Linked DNA regions of Hordeum vulgare: region 1 is linked to region 2. The links are chromatin contacts, called in public Hi-C maps. All regions are on one chromosome and are shown on one strand. Each heading gives the region's core, a stretch centred on a gene start, on an enhancer-like site or on the middle of the called end of the contact. The rest is flanking DNA. Distances are from core to core; before and after follow the strand shown. Region 1 has its middle 14 kb from the start of LOC123446671. Region 2 holds the start of LOC123449089 (mitochondrial phosphate carrier protein 3, mitochondrial-like).

The links. A called contact is a pair of places that touch in the nucleus more often than the background predicts.
Region 1: a Hi-C map of leaf shows a contact between it and region 2, with 4 times the contacts expected there. The contact joins the enhancer-like site here to the promoter of LOC123449089 in region 2. A contact is called at or near these places in 2 of 6 Hi-C or Micro-C datasets (leaf and seedling) and 1 of 1 datasets of contacts at active chromatin or transcription factors (embryo).

Annotation. Positions count from the first base shown.
Region 1 is chr4H:488,557,462-488,563,677 of MorexV3_pseudomolecules_assembly, forward strand. No RefSeq gene overlaps it. Among protein-coding and RNA genes, the nearest start is that of LOC123446671, 14 kb to the left of the region's middle. Within about 2 kb of position 3,765, at least 1 of the 3 cell types and tissues checked has open chromatin away from gene starts, as enhancers often do. A contact at or near this core is called in leaf, where this site is marked.
Region 2 is chr4H:488,193,725-488,200,231 of MorexV3_pseudomolecules_assembly, forward strand. LOC123449089 (mitochondrial phosphate carrier protein 3, mitochondrial-like) reads right to left here and starts at 4,782. Exons shown (of 6, transcript XM_045126175.1): 1 at 4,069-4,782; 2 at 3,637-3,998; 3 at 3,502-3,545; 4 at 2,469-2,683; 5 at 2,134-2,258; 6 at 1,630-2,030. The coding sequence starts at 4,767. The coding sequence ends at 1,952.

The DNA of each region.
Region 1 (6,216 bases), core at 2,515-5,014, 360 kb after region 2:
GAGCAGAGGAGCAGATGTATACCGACGTCTTCAAAAAGAATAACGGTGCCCTTGAGCGTCGTCGTCGGCGCGGCCGGCCTGGGCCAACCAAGGGGTTTCCCCCAATCCGAATCTCCTCCACCGGCTTCACCCACAGGTAGGGCCCCGGCAACCACGCCGACACCACCAAGAATCCACAGGAGAGAGGCCCACAAGGGCCGGAGGACAGCGGCCCGATCTGGCGCCGCCGGCCGCCATAGCAGCCACGTGACGGCTGACCAGGCAGCGGCCGACGAAGGGGAGCAGCACACCTCCACAACGACGCTTCCAAGAAAGATAGCGGCACCCGCGGGCGTCGCCGTCGCGACTCCGATGAGGACCAGAGCAAGGATTTCTCCCGGAGCTGCGCTGAACATCCACCGCCACCGACCCGCTAAGCATGGCTGTCACGCACCACCACGACCCCCAGGCAGGGTCACGGGTCACCGCACCGCACGCCCTGGCCACCGCAGTCGCGCCTAGCCGACGCTCTCTGCCACCGCAGCCGCGCCCGGCCGCCGCTCCCTACCACCATGGTCGCGCGCCCCGCACAACTCCGGCCATGGCAGCCCCGGATCCGCCGTCAGGCGTCACCGGTGGGCGAGATCTCGCCGGATCCCGCAGCCGCCGACGCGGGGCGCCGCCGCCAGAGCCCAAGGGCCGACGCGAGGGGGGCCGCCGCCGCCATCCCCGGGGCGTGCGCGGCTTCGCCGGCGTCCCCTCCGACAGCGGCGAAGCAGGAAGGGGGCGGAGAGGGGGGCCGGTGGCGGCGCGGGAGGGTTGGTCGGTGACGACGCGGGGAGGGGGCGGAGATGGGGGCCGATGCGTGTATTGCACATGAGAGAAGGATAATATCATAATAACCAGGCATAAAGATTTTGCAAAGGGAAAGCATCTCAATAACCTCGTAGCTTGTCACAATAAGATGAATGATTAAACCTATTTGAATATCTAGATAAAAGTACATATAGAGTTCGAATGTCTCTCTACATTTGTGCTGTAGAGTGGAATAGAGGACGGATCTAAGTGAAGAAATTATCCATTATATGTCTTCTTTGTACTCTCATCGTGGGATGTGGTTGTTCTGTTCTTCCTCTCCATGCGGCATCAACATGAAACTTGCTTGTATAGACGCGGGTGTCGCGCTGTGGGGTGGGGGGGGGGGGGGGGTTGTACCCCGAGGGCGTGTTTTGCTCCAGGTGTGTGGATGATGATCTTTTCAATTCCCAAGTTGCAAGGAAAACATATTTCTTTTAGGGGAGTGATCTGCGCCGGCCTAAACTTTCGGCCGGCCACGCGCGAGCCGCAGGATCCACCAACCCCGCGTCGTCCGCACTGTTGGATCCGCATGCAACATTTTTCCTCCCTATGCAGCAAAATTTCGATGCGATGCAATAATTTTTTCAACGGTTGCAACAAAAACAAAAATTGTAGCAAAAAAAATATCTAGGTGATCGTAGTAAAAAAACGAAGCTGAGGGTGCGTGGTAGCAAAAGTCAAACGCCGGTTGTAGCAAATATTTACGTGACGTGTATGCAATTTTTTTAGTGAACGGTTGCAACAAAACATGATGCCGGTTGTAACAAAAAACTAACACGGTTGTAGCAAAAGTAAAAAACATCGATTGTAACGAAAAATCCGACGAACTGGAGTTGCAACCAAACGTATATGCAGCTTTTACTGAACAAATGTAACAAATTTACACGAGAAAAAAAGTTGCATGGAAAACGTTTGTATCAAAAAATACACGGTTGTAATAAATGTGACGAAAAAATGCTGCAAGCATCTGCCAGCGGAGCGGGCGGGTGGAAAAAATGTTGCATGGGCCTGCGTGCGCGAGGGACGACCGGCGCGTCGGTTCGGCCGGCGCGCCGCGTAGAAACGATTCCCTTTCTTTTATTTTAATAAATAATCGTTAGTGAAAAGGTGAAAACCAGTGAAACCCTGGAGGTTAACCCGAGCAAAATACCCTCGAAAAATTGTCATAAAATGGAGCTATCACGTGATCTTGCGCAGCTATGTGATTGCCACCACAGTATGGGTGATCTAGAATCTTCAAATCCTGCATGTTGAGGTATTTCCATTTATTAATATATACGAAAGATCAATGCAATAAAATCCTAAGTTGAGTAATCATGAGCAGCAAATTTTGTGATAATGAACTTAGAACAATGTAGTTGATCGATTGCTTACGTTAGCCATCTCCAATCACTCTGAAACCGATCTTTTTTATGCAGCAATTCCATCTGTCCGCATCACCACTCATATGGTTTTGCCCTATTTTGGCATCACTAAGGCAATAATAATAATAATAATCCACACTACGTTTGTTCTTGTCCATGTTTCTTTTCTCTTCTTGTCTTTACTGTTGGATACAACTACTAATTTGTTTGTTCTGATTGCATCTGTGCACTGATGAGTTGTAGGCTACAACTTAACCAAAAAGATTCTCCCAAACAAACTTCAGTAGTGAAGCTAGCTTTCTAACTAAGTGAGCACTAATTTGTTCCTAGTGATGTCTCATCTGCTGGATGCGATTAGACGGCTATCCTAACGTAATTAGGTGACTGAACTCAGTAAGAGAGAATAGGAAACTAGAACAATGTTTTCTTTTTCTTTTACGACCAGAACAGCGTAGAACAACCGTTCTAAGTAGACTAAAGTTTGATTCCTCTTGTAGGTTGTTCGCGTGGAAATATTAAGGTTTGAATTTCTTCAAAGGAATAGTTTGAATTTCCTCAAGCTATTGTCCATACATGTTTTTATTTCGAAAAGGGGAGTACCCCGACATCTGCGTCACAAGATGCACATAGACATATTGTCCATACATTTGATGATTTTATTTCTCTGGCTTACCACTAAGGACGAAGAAACAAACGCTGGTGTTTGCATTTTGTTAAGTTAGACTAACATCTTGAAGTCCCAAGCAACTTGCTCATGAACAGCTTTCTTATCAGCCATGGGCCACTGTTAACCTAGGCAATAATTGAGAAACTATTTCAATTATCTAAGCAACTAGACAAACTCACCCGGATCATTGGAGGAGATCTACCTAGAGCATAACGCCTCCATGTAAAATATCACACACAGTTTCACTTGTCATCACCATGTTGCTTTGGAATCTTCCATGTCAAAACAGCAAAGAAAAACCAGCGGTCAACTTACTACTTAAATTCTGTGCATCAGTGGAAAGAGCCAGCATCGGCCGGCAGTCCTAGTTAACCACCAGTAGTAGCATCTACTCCTACAAGCCAAGCCATCACCTCCATTTTTCTAATCCCAAACCTTGTCAAACTCCCTTGCCGATCGACATGTGGCTCCATGCACGGCTCCGCGGAGATCCATTGGCCTCGTCCAAGCTCCGAGGCACGTACGTACGCTGGGTGTCCGCCATTAGTTAAAACGGCAACGCTAGCTAAGCCTAAGCTAGCTCCGGCCGGAGCCATCGCCGTCCGTATAGTACTCCGGACGGACGGCGACCGAGACGTCTTCACGAGTAATACTACCATATACTCTAGATACCGAGTTTTTACCGGATCGTACGCACGCAAGAGCCTAGTTACGTACGGCGCGACCCGGCGATTGGCGCGCCGGCCGGCGAGAGCGACCGGGCTCGAGCTCCGGTGAGGTGAGCGGCTAATGGTGAGATCGGGTCTCCGCTCCCGAAAAGTGCTACGGTGTCTGTTGCGGCGCTAATCATGGCCTCAGGGGTGATGGCGACCCCGTTTGCTTCGGTCACGAAACGAAATTTTGTTTGGGGCCCGGGGTGGTGGCAATAGAGAAAGGCACCGTGCTCTTGGCCCTTACTCTGGCTGACTAAGCCCGGGAAGAAGCTCGGGGAACTAAAATGGTTCTGATGTTGACGCCGGGTATGATAGTGCTTTTCCGGCGGCAGCTTGTGGACGTCATCTTGCGACAAGCTATTGGGAAGAACAATCTTAAATAAGCCCATGCCTGCTCTCAAGGTTAAGCAGGATTGACTGAATTGCTAGGGTAAAGCTGGCTAACTATGGCAGTGCTACATATGGACATATATAGGTGAAATCTGCCGAGCCCATTCCTTATTAGCTGTAACTGTAAATACGTATTGGGCATTTGTGCTACACTGCAACATGCATGTGCCATCTGCTAACAAAATCGGAAATGATAGATCCTGAACGTTTGTGACCATGACAAATCGAACGTTTTCGATGGCAATTCTAGCGACGCCAGCGTGGCAATTTTTTCAGGGTTTCATTGGTAATGATTTACGAATGAAATGAATCCATCCTTTGCTAATTCTTTACATACAAACTGTCGCTCTTACATCGTTCCGTCGATTCCCTTTATATCTTCGGAAATCAAAGACCATGATACAAATCCCCAATCTATTTGAAGGACAAGAACATATATTCCCATCCCTAATTTGGCCTCCTGAGACCCTCTTCTCCCCAACCTTCTATTCCAATTCCGGCCCCGGCTCCCAAACTCACGGAGAGACAACAAGACCGACAGATCAGACACCCTCTTCCGGCTTGCCAACACGAGCACTGGCCCTATCTTCTGTCTCATCCACACAAAACATTACAAAAGTAGAGGTATATGCCCTAAGAATAAACCCGAGGCATATACTTAGGAATAATCCCCTGGTTGCATTACTTCTTGTGGCCTCCCTAACACACGATAATGTTAGCTAATCACCCCGGGCGACCGCGATAAAGTTGCTTTTTGTCGTGGCACGGATGAGTAGGCCATCGGGAATCAAATGGTGATAACGTTAGCACGATGGGCGGTGCCATCAGCAGCGGTGGTTAGCTGCTAATTAACTAGGAGTACCATTTGCCAACCAAATGGTTGACTTTGTCTTGTGTTAGTTGCGTGATGGTGTGAGAAAAGGTGGATGATTGGTCGTGGCCGCGGGAGCAGCCTAGGAATTCCACGGTTACCTCATCAACTTGCATTGACAATCATGTGTGGCTGCTGCTACCTTAACTTGGGCTTGCTTCCTTGCTGCATTCTTTGCTCGAGATTAAGCTTGCATATACTTTGGCCACGATTTTTAGAGCTGATCTGGAACATCGTACGTACCCCATGTTACCGTCTGGCTCCTGAACGACACCGCTAGAGCCTAAAAGCTTTGGAAAGAACGGCGCTAATTTCATGTTTCATACTTGAAATTTCCGTCCCCGCTTAAGGTTTTATGTCGCGGTTCTCACAGATTCATAGCGAGGGCGTGGCCAGGTTCTTGAAAGCTATTGCTAGCCATTACTAATCACAATTTAATACCGAAACAGAGAATTATTAGATGTGCATAGACATGACCATTCAAGATAAGTGTTGTGTTGCATGCTGTTTTGCAAAAGTAGCTATACCAAAGAGCAGAGCTATCGTTAGCTATAATGTAAGACAACCGCAAAAAAGAAACTAGTATAATGTAATGTAAGACAAGTAACAGAGAGTTTTGAAACTATAACGGGGCATTCACTACTACGACGGAGCATTTGACCGTCGCTCAGCGATGTGGGTCCAGAAAAAACTACAACCAAGCTGTAGTGCAGCTATCGCTAGATATCTATAACATTGTTCAGGATTCAGAAATGCAAACCTTTCAGTCACTCTGGAGAACCATGGACGATGGATCCAAAAATTTATGAAACCACAGACAGTACTTCTACGTATGAAAACAACATAAGAGAAACAAACAGTAGTTGAGGCTAGTGCGTCTCGTAACCTCTCAGCTGAAAACTACATCTGGTCAAAGTTGAGAGCCTCTGTGGTCTGTGCAAGCATTTCTGAAATCTGAACGTTAATGTCGTGATGCAAACTCTCATTAGTTTACACGGTAGGTGCAGAGACCAATAAGTAATCATAGAGTTGTTAATTAGCCACCCCCAATTATAATTAGTAGTGGCAAGCAAACTGTTTTATATTCTGACTATCTTTTGGCCTTTGTAGCAGCAACATGCTCAACTAGTTCGTCATCCAAAAGTGGCTCGATGTCTTTTTAGCGATGCATTAGTTGTAATCTAACCCATGGTTTAAGCGGGTAATATGGCATTTTATCCGAATTTTCAGTTTCAAATTCTAACAGCTGTAGGCGAAGAGCAACATTTTTTTTTTGAATAGTAATCTCACTTCACTTACATTTGTCATCTCATCATATTTAGACACACCTTTAGGCCGTCTTTCTTGTTTTAATCAAAGGTCTCTATCACAAAA
Region 2 (6,507 bases), core at 3,532-6,031:
ATATCACTGTGTGATCCGGCCATGCCAAAGAAAGAGTGCCAGATCCAGAGATCTTGAGACACCACAACCTCTAGTATGACAATGCAAGCCCTGACATGGCCCTTATACTTCCCTTGCCAAGAAGAAGGGCAGTTCTTCCACTCCCAGTGCATGCAGTCTATGCTGCCAAGCATCCCTGGGAAGCCCCTGCTGGCATTCATCGCCAACAAACGGGCTGTATCTTTAGGAGTCGACTCTTTCAAGTACTCGGGGCCAAACATAACAATAACAACCTTGCAGAACTTATACAGGGACTCTAGGCATGTAGACTCGCTCAGACGGACGTACTCGTCAATGAGATCACCGGGCACTCCGTATGCAAGCATTCGGATGGCGGCAGTGCATTTCTGATAAAGGAGAAACCAATCTTTCCAAGGACATCCTCTTTGCACTCGAAATAGTCATCGTAGCCGACCACCCCCTCTCTAATACGGTTGAAAAGATGCCTACTCATACGGAAACGGAGGTGGAATTTCTGATGTTTGAACAACGGATTTGTTGTATCAAAGTAGTCCTTCCAAAGAAGGAGATGCCCCGCTCTATCGGTTGTGATTCAACGCCGGAAGGTGGCCCGGAATGGAGCCACGGGACAACGGCCGGTGGCTATTGAGGTGGTGATGGATCATCACAGCAGCCAATATCTCCTCCTTGTCATCGGACGACGAATCAGCGGAGTCCATTTTATACCTTGGCAAACCGTCGAACAACTTACGAGCATCGACGAAGGAGACGACCAACGAAGGGAGTCGCGACGCGCACGGACCAACTAGTTGCCCTGCCGGCGTCCGACGAGCGTGCCGGTGAGGATCTGGCCGGGGCGGCGAGGCAGCTTCTTGGTCGCGGTCGCGGCTGTGTCGGAGGGGGGGGGGAGTAGTCGGTTCCCCGACGGCAAGACGGCGGTGGCGGGCGACGTGGGAGGTGGCGGCGTTGCTGAGCGGATGTTGCGGCACCGGCAGCTGGCAGAGTCACCGAAAAAATGGGCGGCGACGTAGGCTGCTGTTGGATGGGAAGAGGCCAATGTGCCACCGACCAGTGGGCCCAGGGGGAGGAGAAGGCGAGCGCGCCTGTTGGATGGGAAGAGGCCAATGTGCCACCGACCAGTGGGCCCAGGGGGAGGAGAAGGCGAGCGCGCGCACGTCCGTCCTGTGTCCGCGCTGACGCAAATCCGGCTGAAAAATAGACAGGAAATGGATCACCCGCGGACAAAAAGCGGACACGCGTCCGTTTGGGTCGACGCGTTGGACCGACTTTTGTGTCCGCACCGACCTAAACGGACGCCAACGGACGAAATGGGTCACCATGTTGGACTTGATCTTACCTTTTAGAAATATTAGTTATTAAAGATAAGGCTAAGAGATGGTCTATTGTAAGACATTTTTTTGTCATCTTTAAATTACATGCAATATTTAAAATAAGACTATCCTATCAACTATTGTACATGTCCTAAAAGATCATCTCTTGTTTCTCTTAAATAAAAGAAGACAAATTTTTTTTATGAGTTCTCTCTTCTGCACCTCATCATTTATTCTATGTGGAACTCCTAAAATAGTATCATTATACATGTCCTTATGGTTCATTCTTCCGGTTATGTAGGCTTCATAAACAGGCCAGGCCAGCACGGGCCATGTGCAAAATATATTCAGATGATTACGCCAAATGCGCAAGACAAATCAATCTCTGAAGCTTTGTTTCGTTCCTTGTAAGTTCTCCAACGTCCAAGGGGTAGCAACAAACAAAAACCCCTTGAAAATGAAACCTCCTAACCGGCTGAAAGAAACTGTCACGGTGTACATTTAACACTTCAGCCTCCGAATGCTGGAGCTCTTCCAAGAATCAGAGCAGCTCCGGGGGTGCCCGTTTATACATCTACTCCGGTTACAGATAGCTCAGCACAAGGCCTTCTCCGGTGCGGTCAGTTCTGCTTCTCATGATCTACTCGGTGCAAAGCAGTGGCAGCATGACAACTAGAGCTGACTCCTCCGGTGGTTGGTCTGGAGAATAAATCACAAGCAACCATGAGATAATTTGGTATTGCGGCACATAAATTGTTGATGACGACAGAGATGTATGCCATATACAGCAAGAGCTACTTACAGTCCAACAAATACTTTAAACGCGTCGTATGTTGCCCATTGCGCTCCAGTAAGAGTACCGACCATGATAATACGGAGTGGAAGGCCACGAGTGAAAAGGCCCCACAGCCCAATGGTTGTTATAGCCTGGAAGCACAATTAATTGATCAAACAGTTCAAAATTTTAATAGTTATACTCCCTCCGATTTACCAAAGTTTTACTAAAGCTGCCTCAATTAATTTGGGTCGGAGGGAGTACCACAATTGAATACCATCTGACAGCAAGATGGGTTTAAGCTATATAGTTAACAGTTCTGAGTATTTTAATTGTTTGCTGGGATAGGACTTGCAACTTACATCTGCCACAGTGCCTCCCTTTGCATTGTTGAGAAAAGACACCAGGTTGTCTGCAGGGTGAGAAACAGCAGCACACAAGACTCCAGCAATGTACCCCCCTGCAAAACTCACCGCTAGCTGGAGTGGTTTACTGCATTGATCTTTTGGTTTTGGGACAGCATGCTTGTACACCATCTCAACAATGGTTTCAAAGCAAGCAAATTTCATCATAGTGTCTGCAAAGGTAACGGAAAAGCCGATCAGGGCACACACCTTATAAAAAATGGTATAAGATGGCTGCAAAAACTGCTTCATTGTCATGTTGAACAATCAAGTACTTCATCTATGAGCACCATATATTCAACCAAATTATTTTTCTTCCCTTTGTAATTTGCCAACTAGTATCATGCTTTCCATATATTTTTATGGATACCACGTGTCTGCCACATTGTTAGTATATAACTGCCATGTCATCAAACAAATCAGCTCACAATAGCCAGATAGGTATGGTTTGGGTTAAAACCACATTGTGCTCTCACTATTCCGCATGTCATATTTCTCCATATATTCTCTCTCTATTGATTTGTTAGATAATGTGGCAAAAGCATGGCATCCATGTTAGCTGGAATCACTTGTAAAATAGAGTTTAGGGTTAAAAGTAGTCCTTTTGCTAATAATAATAATTAACTGTTGTGACAGCCATATATGATCTGGATTGCACGGTTCGTAGTAGGAAACAATAAAATCAACTAGGTTTTCCATGGTTGAGAAAGGATTGCAAACTAGGTCTAAATTACAGAAATTAAGTAGTGTCGAACTTGTGTAGTCTATAAAAAGCAGCAGTCATAAATGGCTAACTCAGTTTCATGGGCATCCTGGAATCATGTCAGCCCCAACTCTATGCCCCCATGAAATTTCTAGCCTTTAACACTCCAAAGAATCTCTAAAATCGTTTGGATGTTCAGTGCTACTACTATTATTTGGCCATGTGCTATTCAACCATCGGCAGGCAAACACAATAGGCAAAATATAGCTTGTAATGAAATCGACTCACAAGGAATTTGGCGGCCCCAAAGAGGAACTATCCCCTTGTAAAGCCTGAAATGAACACATGGCGTTAAAGTGATCTGCGGTGTCTTGAGCAGAACTAATCGCAACAAAATTAATACAGGACATGCAGTGTCTATACCCAAAGGCACCTTCGGACCGGACAAGCTTTGGAAGCCCATCGGTTAGGCATCGAGCGAATCCCGGCTGCGTCTGGATTCGAACCTTGACGGCTTCCATGGGGCAGAGAGCTAAATCTGCAATTACCTCAGCCGACGCCGATGCAGCGAGGTAAATGACGGTCTTCAACCTGTCGGCATTCTCGGGGCCAGCAATGTCCGAGTAGCACTTCTTGAAGTACTCGTAGAAACCAAACTTGCAGGCTCCCTGGCTACTATACCCAACCAGCGTGGCCATCCAGCCTTTGAAGAACCCACCGAGACCCTGCTCTTGGAGCAGCACACCGAAGCCAGACGAGATGTCCCTATACTTGCTGGGGTCAACCTGCGAAGAGCAACTCCCGTTAGACATTATCAGGGGGGCAGGAAGCTCGGACAGGAGCAGCATGGGAGACCTGCATATTGCACTTGACGAGGTCGAGCGGCGTGACTGCGAGGTGGGTGAGGCCGGTGCTGAGGACCCCGCCGAGGGCGCAGGTGGCGTAGAAGAGCGGCGTGTGCAGCTGCACCGGCGGCGCCGTATCCGCCTCCAACCTCCGCTCGGCCGCTCTGGCCCTCCGGTCGCGGACGGCGATCTCCCACCTCTTCCCGAGCTGCTCCGCGTTGGCGGCGAGCGAGGCCAGGAGGCGGTCGAGGGGTAGCGTGGCCGCGGCCGCGGGGCAGCCGGCCTTGTCGCGGCTCGCCATCTGGGGACGTGAGCTGGGAGCTGGGCGCGGTACTCGGGAGGTCGTCGCGGTCGGAGACGCGCATGGTAGGGGGAGCAGCCGGGGAGCGGGGGTTCGAGCGAAGGCCTCGAGCTGAGCTGAGCTGAGACCCGCGTTTGACCCTTGCTCTCCCGCACCGGCGGCGGCTGGCCGAGACGCGAAGTGGCGTGCGGCGGCTGCTTTTTCGAGGGGCGCCGACGCTGAGATTTGGGTGCGGATTGGGTGGCGAGATGCTGCCGCCGCGCGCAGCGGGCGGGACGGACCCCACCGTCTCGAGGGGGAAAAGATCCGACACGGACACGCGACGGGAAGTTGCGGTGTCCGATCGACGGAGAGAGAGAGAATATGCCGCCCGCGGTACACTGGCACGGCGTCGTCGTCTACGTGCATCGCAGGCGCCACCTGCGTGCAATCGACGGAGAGGAAAATATGCCTGCTGCCGCGGCGTCGTCTGCGTGCATCGCCAGCGTGGATACTGTGATCATGCCTCACGTGGTTTGATTGCTGTCAGAATGCAGTATTTCGGACTCTCAGTGGGTCCGTCCATCATGACGGTGATAATTGGCTGTTTGGCAATTAGCAACCACACAAAATACCGATTAGAGTCAAGCTAGAACTGAGCGGGCGCACGCGTACACACGTGTAGTAGGAGTAACAACAGCCTACACTATCAATGATTACAAATTGCATCCGTCGTATGCATGCATAAGTGATGAAATTTGCAAGACCGACCTTAAGCCTCGTTTGGTTAAGGGGGATTGGGGAGGTTTTGAGAGGAAAATCCCCGGGAGGGTCAGAAACCCCACAGATCCTCGGGCGTCCATTTGGTAGGAGGGGTTTGCTTAGCCCAATCCCCTCCGTTCCCCTTCAATCCCTTTCTATCCATGTGTTTCAAAACCCTCATCGGAAGACTAGTGGAAGCAAAGCCCCGGGGATTTGAGAGGATTGGGTGAAACAAAGGGATTCACCAAATCCCGTAAAATCCCTCCCTCTCAAAACCTCCCCAATCCCCCTTAACCAAACGAGGCCTTAAGGGGGAGGGGCTGCCCTAAAGATGGAGTTAGTGATTCACTTATCCTAATAAGATATACTCCCTCCGTTTCAAAATATAAGACCTTTTAGAGATTTCACTAGAAGACTTCATACGAAACAAAATGAGTGAATGTACACTCTAAAATATGTCTATATACATCCGTATGTAGTTTATAGTGCAATCTCTAAAATGTCTTATACTCCCTCCGTCCCAAAATTCTTGTCTTAGGTTTGTCTAGAAAAAAATGTATTAAAATACTAAAATGTGGCTATATACATTCATATCTAGATAAATCTAAGACAAAATTTTTGGGATGGAGGGAGTATTTAGGAACGGAGGGAGTATATACTAATTCATATAATTTTGGAAGATGATTTCATGTGAAAAAACGATGACAGATTGTATGTCATGGAATTCTCTTTGCTATGTGTTTCACCGTACCAAAAGTACAGTACATCGATCATTGTGACCGCCAAATTTTACATAAAGTATGTCTTTTATTCTCTTCCCATGGATAACAACATTATTAGTGACTTTGCATCTAAGAATGTTAGATTTTGTATTAAAATAATATATAAGTTACGTGGCATTGATATAATTTTGTATGCGTTACTTAATTATACATTCTATACAGATATATATTGATTGTTTTACTAATTATATTATAGGGCCTATGTCCGAGTTTTGCCCTGGCCCTCCGAAATCTCAGGACTAGGTTTGGAAACTAATGATGCCATCTGAAATCTTTTGTTTTTTCAATTTCTAAAATGTTTTGTCTTTTAAATAAAAAATCCAATTAAAAAATGTATTCATTATTAAATCCGTCGCGATGAGATCTTCGAAACTAGATCTCATATTGATATGTTTCGATGACTTTTTTGGTTAAAAGTTGCCATGTCCATTGCAAATAAATTGTCATCATAATTACACTAAAATTGTCATGATATATTTCAACTATTTTTTCTTCTAACTTTAAACTTTAAAGTAAACTTTGACATGTTATAAAAAGAAAATTAACAAATGAAACTTGTCATGATGAATTACTAAGTTTTTCCATGATCCACGAAATAGTTTTGACTTGGTTCACAAGTAAAAGA